Linked DNA regions of Zea mays: region 2 is linked to region 1. Evidence: chromatin contacts called from public Hi-C data. All regions are on one chromosome and are shown on one strand. Each heading gives the region's core, a stretch centred on a gene start, on an enhancer-like site or on the middle of the called end of the contact. The rest is flanking DNA. Distances are from core to core; before and after follow the strand shown. Region 1 holds the start of LOC100282727 (plant IF-like protein). Region 2 overlaps LOC541971 (DNA methyl transferase 106).

Region 1 (5,814 bases), core at 2,383-4,882:
ATGCCGCTTCAACGCTTTGCGAGGATCACTAGCGCCAGCATCGACATAGAGGCAATGAACCTGAAGCCCTGGCTCTCCCAGAAATTATCCTTGTTTCCATGGCACATGCTGTTGGGCTGCTTCATGGCCACCTGGTCCATGAGCTCCTTGAGAGCCTTGTCTCTTTTCTCCCCCATCTGCAGAATAAATGTAAACAGGATCAGACCATTGATAGAAATATTGTCCACGCACAATCACGGCCAACTGCATTAGCTGAGGATGGTCAGGTTCACATATTGAAGGCAACACGTCTAGAATGCTTGAGTCCCATCACCAATTCAGGTACTGCTCCGGGTTGGCATTTTGGATAATGTTTGAGTCCAACCTTTTGAAACTTTGATTACCAATAACTTTATGGATGGTACCTAGGTTAGAAACTTGAAGATCATATGCATATATTTGTATTGAAATGTACTTTTAGGATTTCGCTTATATACTCGCTTTAGTTGCATGCTAACAAACAAAGGAAATGACAACAATTATGGAACCGGAAGGAGAATATGCTAACAAGCAACTATAACATGAAATTAAACTGGTCTCCTTATGTAACCAGAAGGAGCGTACCCTCTTTAATTTTCGCATCTGGGACTGAGATTCTTGAAGGCAAAATTCAAGCTTCAGGACCCTCTTCTTCAGCTCCTGATCAGTTCTTCGCTGCTTTTCTAACTGCTCAAAAATGAATATATCACACGTAATTATGTTTCAATCCAGCGATATAGGAAACAAAAGTATTTGTAACCAAATTATGGAGGTCTTTTATGGATAAAAGAAATGTAGTATACCTGTGATTCAAGTTCCTTGGTTTTGTTCGTCCAGTGAGCAGATAATATTCTGATTTCCTCTCTCAACCTCGCAATTTCTGTATTCTTAGCATTCAAAAGGCTGTTGAGGTTCTGGACATTCCTTGGTGAAACGTCAGATAAGATCTTTAAAAGCTCATTGTCTTTGTCAGACCTAGACCCAGCTTTGGCAATTGCATCCATGATGTCGGTCTCAATTCTTAGAACTTCATCCTTAAGTTGCATTTGTGAGAGCTCCCTTGCTTGTAGATCCTTCTGGAGAAGATCGAGCTGCTCACCTAGCTTGTTCACTCGAAGCTCATGCTCTTTGAGCGAGATGTCCTTCTCATTCAGCTCTTTCAGCAATGACAAGCACTGCACCTGAGCTGACTTGGCTGATGCAGCACTCGCTTCTGCTGTAGCTTGAGTAATTGACAGTTGTGTTCTAAGATCATCCAACTCATGGAGGTACTGTGTATAATTAGAAAAAAACATTATTAAGAAACTGCATTTGCCTTGCCTGAATAAAATAAATATTTTGGCATATCCAAAACCATTAGCCACTGACAGTGACACTAGAAGCAGGAATCCAGTAGCCATGACCATTCGACCAAGTTGATCAGTAAAAAGGTGAATCAGGAAAACAAAGTGAAGCTAAATTTTTTCCCTGATCAAAAGTGTATTTAATATTTTAATGACAAAAGGAGCAATTTTGCAAGCAAAATTATGGACTCCAAATTGTTGGCCTTGTATTACTGTCAACATCTTTCAGGCTCTGTACATATTACAGAAATTCTATCATAAGGACATCCAGAGTAAACAAAAACAGGTTGCAAGAAGTGGCTCATTTTGCTGTGAAAGTTCTTTACCTGTTCCGTGCTACTTGCGGATGAACGCAGTTGCTCATCCTTGTCCTGCAAGCATTTCTGCAGCTTGCTTACTTCCTCTTCCATGCTCCTTGCCTTTGTCTCAACAACCTGCTAACATTTTTTCCCTAGTCAGCACAAACTCCACCGACAACCCCGAAGGTACCAATTACAACAGGCTACAGACTGACCTTTCTAGTTTGAGATTCCTTTACAAACAGCTGCTCCTGGGAGGCAAGCTTGTTCCTCGCATCCTTGAGCTCAGCTGCCAATGACACCACGTTCCTCCTAAAGGTCAACTTCTTCTCCGTGAGATCCTTCAGCAGCGGATCCAAATCTGACGACGAAGAAACTGATGACTTCGATGGCGCCACCTTCTCCGAGACAGACATAGCAAGAACAGCAGCACGTTTTCTCTTCCAATCACGAAGGACAAGACAGCAAGATGATGCACTGTTTTATTCTCTCAAGTATGAACACAAGCAGCTCGCAGCAAGCATCCCAAGAGAGCTGAGCTTTGTTTGACCAAACCGAACACCTCTGATTGCCTCCCAAAGATCCCTCTTTCGCTGGTCAGGACAAGGCAATCAGTAGCTTTGGCTGCAAAGATTAAAAAAATACACTATGAGTGAGAGAGAGAAAATGATTTTTCTTCAGGTCAAGGCCACGAGTTCACGTGGAGCCAGGCACTTGTCTTGGCAACGAAATGACAGAAGCGTAGCTTTCAATACTCCGAAAATACTGTATTCACATCTAGCGGAAGCCAGAGCAAAGGATACAGGTATTATCCACGCTGCAAGTGACTTGTTCATGTCATTAATTAGACTTGAAAAAATGGGAACCAAATTACGTGCCGACATACTTGGTCAACCTGCGCACGCTGCGCAGCAAATCTAGGAGTAGAGTAACATGGTTTTGGTGCATGGAGTCAACGTGATTCATCGCAGCATACAGGTTAATTGCGTGGGACAGAACCAGCGGACTAAACAATTGCCCTTTCCGTCCTGTTCCCAGTTAAAAAAAAATGAACGTATATAGGACCAACCAAGGCATCTTCGTGAGTGCTTGCATTGCAAGGAGACGAGGACAAAGGCATCTTGTAGTTCAAATCAATTCAAATTCTTCGAAGACTATTTTGTTAACCCAACCCCACCCCCCAAAAAAATGGCGTAGAATTCGACAGGGCCCTATAGTATAGGCTGCTGAGTCGACTGACGTTTTGCTCCCAGATACGGTACACATGGTGTTTGTTTGAGATTAACTTATTTTAAACTAATATTTAATTCAAAATAAGTTGAATTATATAATCTGGACAGATTATAATCCCAAATAAATAGTACGTACAAATAAAAAAAGAAAACAGGGGGCAGAAAAAATATATTTGCTGTTATGATTTCGAAGGGGAACCTCCGCAAACGAACAGGTCCGACTTGGAAGAAAAAAACGGATCAGAGCAGTCAGAGAGCAGCCGCTCAAAATCTCACGAGTTCCCAACATTTCCAAGATATAGAAATAGAAAGGGGGCGACAAAACAACAGGAAGGGCGCGAATGCCGGCAAAGGAAAGGTGGCAATCACGGTCCCAGGCGCACAACTCAGCATGAGCAGCAAGGAGCGGCGGAGAAGAACCACGCACCTCCAGCGCGAGCGGAGCAGCCCACTCCTGCTGTCCCGCTCTCGGCAGATTATGCCTCGTCCTCGTCCTCCTCCTCCTCCTCCCGGCTCCACCTCCACGGACTGCTGCTGCACGCCCGGAGGCGACGCGCTCCGACGGCCGGGCAGACAGGGGGTGAGGGGGGCGAGCGAGTGTTTCCGGTCCGCCGGCGGATTCCGCTGGGTTCCGGAGGCAAAAGTGAGCCTTTTGCAGAGGCGGCGCCGGCGAGCAGTGCTGATAGATAGGGAGGAAGAGGAAGGGTGGGGGAAGGGAAACAAAACGAGGATCCCGGGATAGAAACGCTGGCTTGGGTTTGGGTTTGAAATCGGAGTGCTGGCATGTGGGCCCCGCGTGTGGCGCGCGGCAAGGTCCAAATTTTTCCGTCGGGGGCCCGTGCGCCGCCACGTGCTGACATGGATCCTCTGTGGCACGGCGCCGCAGCGCATGTCCTGCGTGGCCTGCCACGGCTATCCGCACTCTATCGTACGCTAAAGTTTTAGGCTATCCGCACTCATTCTACTCTAAGGTAGTGTTTGGTTGAGGAGCCAAGTAGAACGGAGCCGTTCTATCCCCGATTCTAGGAACGGAGCCGCTCTGTTCTGTGTTTGGTAATCTGGAACGGAGCGGCTCTGTTTTTTGTTTGGTTGTAGAGTGAACGGAGCGGAGCGTGACTGTGAGAGCGGGATGGGAACGGAGCGGCTCCGTTCCGTTGATTTTTTGGAGCGGAATGGTTCCGGATCTGAGGAGAATATTCTCTAATTGGAGTCATTTCGTTCTAGTTACTTTGTAACCAAACAGCAACAAAACTGGAACAGAACGGCTCCGTTCTACTTGGCTCTCCAACCAAACACTACCTAAATTTCTACTCTAAAAGAAATATTCTATCCTCATCATCAAGATTCTCTACCTTATATCATAATCTACTGCAGTCATATTTACTTCATACATCAACTCTATACCAATCACCACATATATTATATATCTTTTTTTGTCTCCTACTGCCACACCGGCTGATGGCGCTCGGCACCGTACCTGCTGCATAGATGTGTGGACTGATAGAGTAAAAAAGCATCGACGCTGTAAATAGCGTTTTGTTTGCCCCCCATAAGTTTACAGCTACCTATAGAGTACTCCACTGCAGTAAAATTTTACTCTATATCTAGCCTTATATTGGTGACGTCTTCTTTACAGTATATCACTACGGGTAGCCTTAGCGTATGAAATAGAGAGAGAGAAAACACCGCAACGTCGGCTATGAATCACATTATAGGATAGCGGCACCTGAAATACGTCATGACGTAAGTATGAAGAGACTTCGCTATCTTTTTTTGGCAATTATATTTTAAACTGGAGGTGGTAGTTGAAAGTAAATGAATAAAATATATGGCAGTTGGATATATAGAAAATTTATAGAGTAACATGAGTGCAACAGAAGTTAATATAGAGCAAATAATCTTGTTGACTGGATTAGAATATATATTCTTTTTGAAGTAGAAATATAGAGTAACAACAATGCGGATAACCTGAGGCGAGTGGGCTTTGAGGAAGAGACATGGCTTCATATTTTATTGAAAATTTGACAAGCAGTAGTTGCAACTGAACTACAGTAGTAGACATAGCTTTATACTTGTATGATATGACTGATAGTAGGGTTATTTGGAGATTTTATCTTCTTTCATTTCATTTTGTCAAGAAAACAAAGGAGAACCAATGTTATATATATATATATATATATATATCTCACTCTGTCCCTCAAAAAGTATATACATCGCAACTCTTTTTCTGTTTTTCATTTAGTAATTTTTATTAAGTAGATTCATAGAAAATGGTATGTATCTCTAGACGTGTTTTATCGTAAATATGTGTTTAGTATTAATTTAATAATATTTACTATGTATTATAAATAGTATCATTTTTTATTCCATCACGTACGATCCTCTTCTACATTGATACATATATCAAGCGATGCTAAGGATGATTCCAAAGGGGCACGTTAAAGAGTCATCTATATATTTAGAAAAGATTATATCTTCTATATGGTTTATCGGTGTGTCATGGACGATAGAGACTTTTTTTCCTCTCCTCTATCTATTTAGACAATGGATTTGAGTGTACAGGACGTTTAAGGATATGACAAAAAAAAACATGAAGAAAATATATCTATACTATGAGCCTTTGACGTGTAAAGGACGAGATGCCGTTGGAAAAGAAGTAAGATATAGAGAAAAAAACATATTTTCTGAAAAGAAAATATATAGAACGACGACATAAAAAGATACCGTTAGAGACACGGAGATGTGCAAACGCCATCCTGTTTCCTGTGCTGGCGGTAGCTAGGTAGCAGAGTACCTCATCTCGTCTCGTGACCCAGTACCATCCGTATACACGTACTCATAGTCATAGATGCACCTATTCACCGTGATCACGTGTACGCCGTGAGCCCCTCAACCCAGATGCATACGGCATGGACAAGTTCG
Region 2 (5,814 bases), core at 2,238-4,737, 450 kb before region 1:
CTAATGTTGGCATCTCATGCTACTATGCAGATAAAAGTTGAATCTGACTTCCTAGACGAGGCAGAAACTGATTATTCTTCATACCAGCCCTCATACTCTGATGTAAGCTATTATGACGATGACAACAACAATACACGGGTTAAAAGGGCTAAGCATATATTTATAGATGACATAGGGGCCTCCAGTAGTCACCTTGGCGATCCATGGTCTATGGGGCAGCGTGCAGGGACAAATGATATGTCTGTTAAGGTAGAACTGGAGGCAATGACACCAGGTCGCCGTGCAAATGTACAAGGTGACCTTGCTAAACCCCCATTTTTCCTATATGGAAATGTGGTTGAGGTTCCAAAAGACACATGGCATCAACTCAAACAATTCTTATATAATGTGGAGCCTGAGTTTGTGAACAGTCAGTCCTTCTCCGCTCTAACTCGAAGGGAAGGTTACATTCACAACCTTCCAGTGGAGAAAAGAAGTGTCGTGGTTCCAAAGTCTCCAATGACTATTGAAGAAGCACTTCCATTCACTCGACAGTGGTGGCCATCATGGGATACAAGAAAACATATCAGTGTTATTACTACAGAGGCTGCAGGGATTGAGCAGACATGTGAAAGATTGGGGGGCATGGTTAGAGAGTCAAGAGGAGTGCTTTCACAAGCAAGACAAATGCAGATTATACACCAGTGCAGGGTTTCAAACCTTATTTGGGTCGGTCGGGACAGGTTAGGCCCTTTGGAGCCTCGTCAAGTGGAAAAGATACTAGGTTACCCTTATAACCACACAAATTTGTTTGAATTAAACCAACCTGATCGACTTGCTGCCATGAAATATGCATTCCAGACTGATACATTGTCATATCTTTTATCAGTCCTGAAAGGTAAGTATCAAGATGGAATAAGAGTGTTATCCATCTACAGTGGCATTGGAGGTGCAGAAGTAGCACTTCATCGTCTAGGCATCCCTTTGAAATGTGTGATATCTGTTGAGGAATCTGAGGTGAATAGAAAAATTCTAAGAAGGTGGTGGTTGAAAACTGAACAAACTGGAGTACTAAGGCAACATGCAGGAATTTGGAAGCTCAAAACACATGTGATTGAAGACTTGGTGAAAGAGTTTGGTGGTTTTGATCTGATTATCGGTGGGAATTATACTTCTTGCAAAGGTGGTACTACAGTAAATACGACAATGGGCATGGATTCGAACCGCTTCTATGAGTATAACCGTGTTGTCAAAAGGGTAAGGACTGCAGTTGGACTCAGTTGAAGAGTCCATCTTTAATGAAGATCGCACGTCTTCATAAAACTAGCCTGTAGGAGGATATAGAATCATCTGATCCGTAAATGTAGGATGCTACAAGTAAACTTTACAAGTCTTGGGACTTGATTATTGCAAGCAATTGACTTATCCTTTATTTTGGTTTGTGTTTGTTGGTCACTTCTAATGTTTGATAATCATTCTGCGTTACTCCTTTCAAAGTTGTGGGTTAAAATCTTTCATTGCTGCCTGTTTGCTTCTACCCAAAATTTTAGTTGATTTCTGTGGATCATTGCAACTCGAACCATCTCAGTTGATGTCACACCTAGATTTAAAGGTAAATCTAGGTGCGAATGAAATGTGTGCTAAGATCAAGTCTCACACATATGATGACTTATGGTATAAAAATGAATATCACATCTTTACTATATAATAAAAGTTTTGTATAAAATAGTTAAATAATTACATCATATGAAGACAACGATACAACAACAATAGTTAACTGGGAGACGACAGTCTAGACCTCTCACAAACTCATGCGGCATCCTTCATACTCCATCTTGTGGTACTTGTTTTTACCTGGAGGAGGTGAGTACAGCAAGAGTGAGCTCACGTATGTTCATTGCTCAACAATTTGTGGTGAATAATGTGCACAAGCTTACTTACGGTATGGCTCATGTGAAATATGTCTTATAAAAGAAGATGGTTAAAGCTGAGCATTGCTTTTAAATTTAGTTAAAATTTTATTAGCAGTTATTAGGTATAAGTAGATACCAACCCAAATAAATAAGAGATCAATATTAATAATAAAACCCGTAATGCAATGCATATGACAAATTAAGTTTAGTTCCATAAATTACTGATGTGAGGGTCCGAGCCACTCATGACTGTGAGAACAGTTGATATACCAGTTTGCCACTCTGTAGAGGTTGCACATCTTTACCCACAAGTCGTGTTATTCATTGCCACGGTCATGAATCCCATACATCTCTACTGAGGAGACGAGGCAAAGTAGCACTACGAGGCCTTTACAAAGTTCTAATAGCTTCAGAAAACCCACTACGGTTTCTGAGAAGGGCGATATAAGAATCCATCGTCCAAAAAGCCATCGCAGAATGATCGACCCGAGAACTTCCCTATATCGGCAGCTCCTCTACCGTCCTTGCCCCTTTCGAGTAAGGTAGTCCTCCACTAGCTTTCCTAATTAGTCAGCCAAGGGCGTCTCATATCACTCTTGTGGTAGCACTGTTTTCTCGGGTGGTTCTCCATGTTCCAATTAACACAATAATCATATCATAAACAATAATTAAATTAACAACAAAATTGGAACATGATCATAATTCAGTATAACATTAATCCCAAAACCAGGTAGAGCAATAGCAAGTCTACCTAATAGTTCATGTGTCTGCAAGGTGTGGCGTAAATAAAACTAGTGAAACCTATTGGGTCCCATCAAATTAACATGAGCATGTCACAGTGATTAACAGGAACATTATTAGGTAAAGAAGAGTGATCAAGCGTACAACTTGTCTTTGACTTGTGATCCCAAGTACTTCACTAAATTGGTCTTCGGGTTCCTCGTGGCCTCGCTGCTACTCGAAGCAATACATACAAATAAACAAGGAATGCATAAAAATAATAGTACACCAAACATGAGAACAACCAGCGTAAGGATATTCTACGTGTTGCTACGAGATCGTGGGTTCGAGAACCACAAAAATCGGAGCTACATTTAGAAAGATATGATTTTCCAAAGATTTAGGTGATTAAATAATAAAAAATATATTATAAATCATGTGGTAAAGATATTACCAAAAAATAACTTAATTGAACCTTATTCTAAGTTACAACTTGATTTGAGATCATATTCTAGTTAAATTATAATTATGGACATATTAACCTTAATAAGAAGAGGTAGTAAAATAAACATAGGTTAAATATAAAAGTACATGATGTGTTATGAATAATGTTTTACTGCATAGACAATTTTATTACGAATCTAACGCAACTTGAACAGATCAAATCAGAGTTAAAATGAGCAAGATATGCAATAAATAAGATTTAGGATCACTTTATACTAATTTTACTAGATCCAGGGATCAATTTGTAAATTCTAGGGGCCTATACTCAGTTATTTAACACGACAAAGGATGGGGGGTTGAAATCTACAAACTCTTAGGGCTCTTTTACAAAACAGCCGCGCCGAAGGGGGTACAGGTTAATATGAGCCGCTCAGATTTAGATCAATGGCTCAGATTAGACCGTTCATCCAAGTAAACCGGTATGTGCTCGGGATGCTCGGATCTTAAATGAACGACACGGATTTTATGAAGCCTGATCTTTTCCGAGTCCCGCGATCATGATCCAAGGGCTCCGATCAATCCCACCCCATCGAGACCTAACACCTAATCATGGTCGTCTATCTAGGAACCAACGACACATACCCCGTCTTCACTCCCAGACAACCCAAGGCGGCGCCGCCCACCCATCACGGCCATGGTTCGCCGGTGAAGGCATAATGGGCGACCCCCTGTGCAATCTCCCACGTGGTTTAGCGCTCTGCAAGGAGTAGAAAACATCGAAGCTAGTAGTGGCGCCATACGGAGGAATTAGGCTGTGAAAAATACCCGCCCACGGTGGGGGCGGATCTGCGGCGGAGCCTTGTCTCCAGCGAGCAATTGAGTCGGCGATGGTAGCCCTATCCACCCGATGACACCGCAGAAGGTTTGCACATGAACTAGCGTTCATCCCCGACCACGCCACGTGCATAGGACAGCCATGGAATTGTGGGACCATGACGGCGGCACAAAAATCTCCCTTGGCATGCACTTCACGCCCGGGTGATGATGGTGGCTTCGAGTTGTCGACGCAGCCTGATATGGGGTCACGGATCGTAAGTTTTATAAGGTATGGGGAGAGTCTGATACGGGTGGAATCGGATCGAGCGAGTGACCAATCCCGGCGGCTACGGTCTCTCTGTTTGGTTACGACTTCTGCCTTATCGCTAGGTAGGTGACATCTGAGTAGGGGTCCCACCAGCCAGTGCCCGAGACAGAGCATGCGCGCGGGCGAGTCTCTGGCGAGCGTGGCCCACCCGACGGTGGGAGAGGCACTCAGTACCGATGTATGCGCTATGTGAGGTCAGACTGACCGGTGGGGCCCACACATCATTCTTGTGGGGAAAAGAAACGGGGCAGAGAAGTGGCCCGACAAATGTCTGGATGTGAAGCTGGACTGCGCAAGATGGGATGGGGTGAGGTAGCCGGTTGCACGGGTGAGATGGGCCGTGGGGTGGAGAGATGGCCCAGAACAGGCATAAATTCTTTTCTTTTGTCTTAATTTCTTTTTAAGTTCAAATCTAGTTTTGAGATTCACATATTTGAATGCACAACCAAAGATATAGCATGATGCAAAGTATATATATTTTATTTTACTATCATTATTCAACTCTTTTAAGTAAATGCCCCAAATCGTATAAACTTGATAAAAATGCAACACACAATTTAATAATTAGGGTTCCTTTTATTAAATAAAATAAGTATTAACTTCATTGCAAATTAGATGTCTATTACCTTTTTATAAATGACCATGAAGTCCCTATTAGGCCACACTTTTGTATACCTCTTCAAAAAGTATTTCAATGTATAGGTTTCCATGAAAGGAATAATTTAACTCCCTAGAGGCTCTTTTCATTTAATCCCTTGATTCACAACATAAGTATTTTAATCTTGTGGTAAACATCCTAAATTACCTAAAATATGACTTTAGGGTATTATAGTTGATTTCTACTTGGCATTTCTCAAAACAAATTTATGATTAAGTTTTCTGTTCCTTTTTTGTTTTGGACAAATAGATCTCATTCAACCCAAACGCATTTCATGCAAGATATGAAGGTAATCCTAGGTTACCGTCTTGGTTGCCTCATGTTTGTTTACCTTCGATTGCTTTCCAAATTATAACCTGAATTTGTTTCGTGTGTTGAGAGCTGTGAAGGTCTGCTAGCATGTTGTTTGATAGTGTTAGAATTGTATTAGGGTTTGGGAATCTTCCCTATGTATTTTACCCTCTCGCCCCTCTGTAATGGGCCAGGCCTAACACCAAGTCTATTAATACATATCCCCACCCTATTCTAGGGTTAGGGGTTTCAATATGGTACCAGAACCAAACTCATTTTTCTCTCCCTCCCTCCCAGTCGGCGACTGCCTCTTTCTCTCCCTCCCTCCGAGCCGCCAACCTACCCAGCCGCCGGCTTCTCCCCGGCGCCGGCCACCCTGCTCCCATGGCGCACCTCCCCCACACCGGTGCTAACGCTGCCACCAGTCCGGGTGCGAGCGCCGCCACGGCTCTGCCCGCGGACGCCGCCTCCCTGCCCGCGACCCCCTTCCTGGCCACCGCCCACGTCGTCATTCCCCTGAGCGCGGCCCCCTCTATGCCCGCCTCACTAGGCGCGGCCGACCCTCTAGCCGCCGTGCAGACAGCTGGCCTCACCACTGTGATGGCCGCCCTGGGCGCGACCCTATAGGACCTAGGACACCGGCTAGAGGGCATGGTGAATAGACG

Evidence for each region. Hi-C and Micro-C count contacts between places; a contact is called where the count stands out from the background.
Region 2: a Hi-C map of ear shows a contact between it and region 1, with 2.8 times the contacts expected there. The contact joins the enhancer-like site here to the promoter of LOC100282727 in region 1. A contact is called at or near these places in 2 of 25 Hi-C or Micro-C datasets (ear and endosperm).

The regions. Positions count from the first base shown.
Region 1 is chr8:133,075,416-133,081,229 of Zm-B73-REFERENCE-NAM-5.0, reverse strand. LOC100282727 (plant IF-like protein) reads right to left here and starts at 3,632. Exons shown (of 6, transcript NM_001155634.1): 1 at 3,320-3,632; 2 at 1,876-2,284; 3 at 1,688-1,795; 4 at 822-1,289; 5 at 604-705; 6 at 1-176. The coding sequence starts at 2,076. The coding sequence ends at 9.
Region 2 is chr8:133,523,919-133,529,732 of Zm-B73-REFERENCE-NAM-5.0, reverse strand. It overlaps LOC541971 (DNA methyl transferase 106), which reads left to right. Exons shown (of 11, transcript NM_001111624.1): 11 at 31-1,263. The coding sequence ends at 1,263. Among protein-coding and RNA genes, the nearest start is that of LOC100217208, 20 kb to the right of the region's middle. Within about 2 kb of position 3,487, at least 19 of the 20 cell types and tissues checked have an H3K27ac peak or open chromatin away from gene starts, as enhancers often do. A contact at or near this core is called in ear and endosperm, where this site is marked.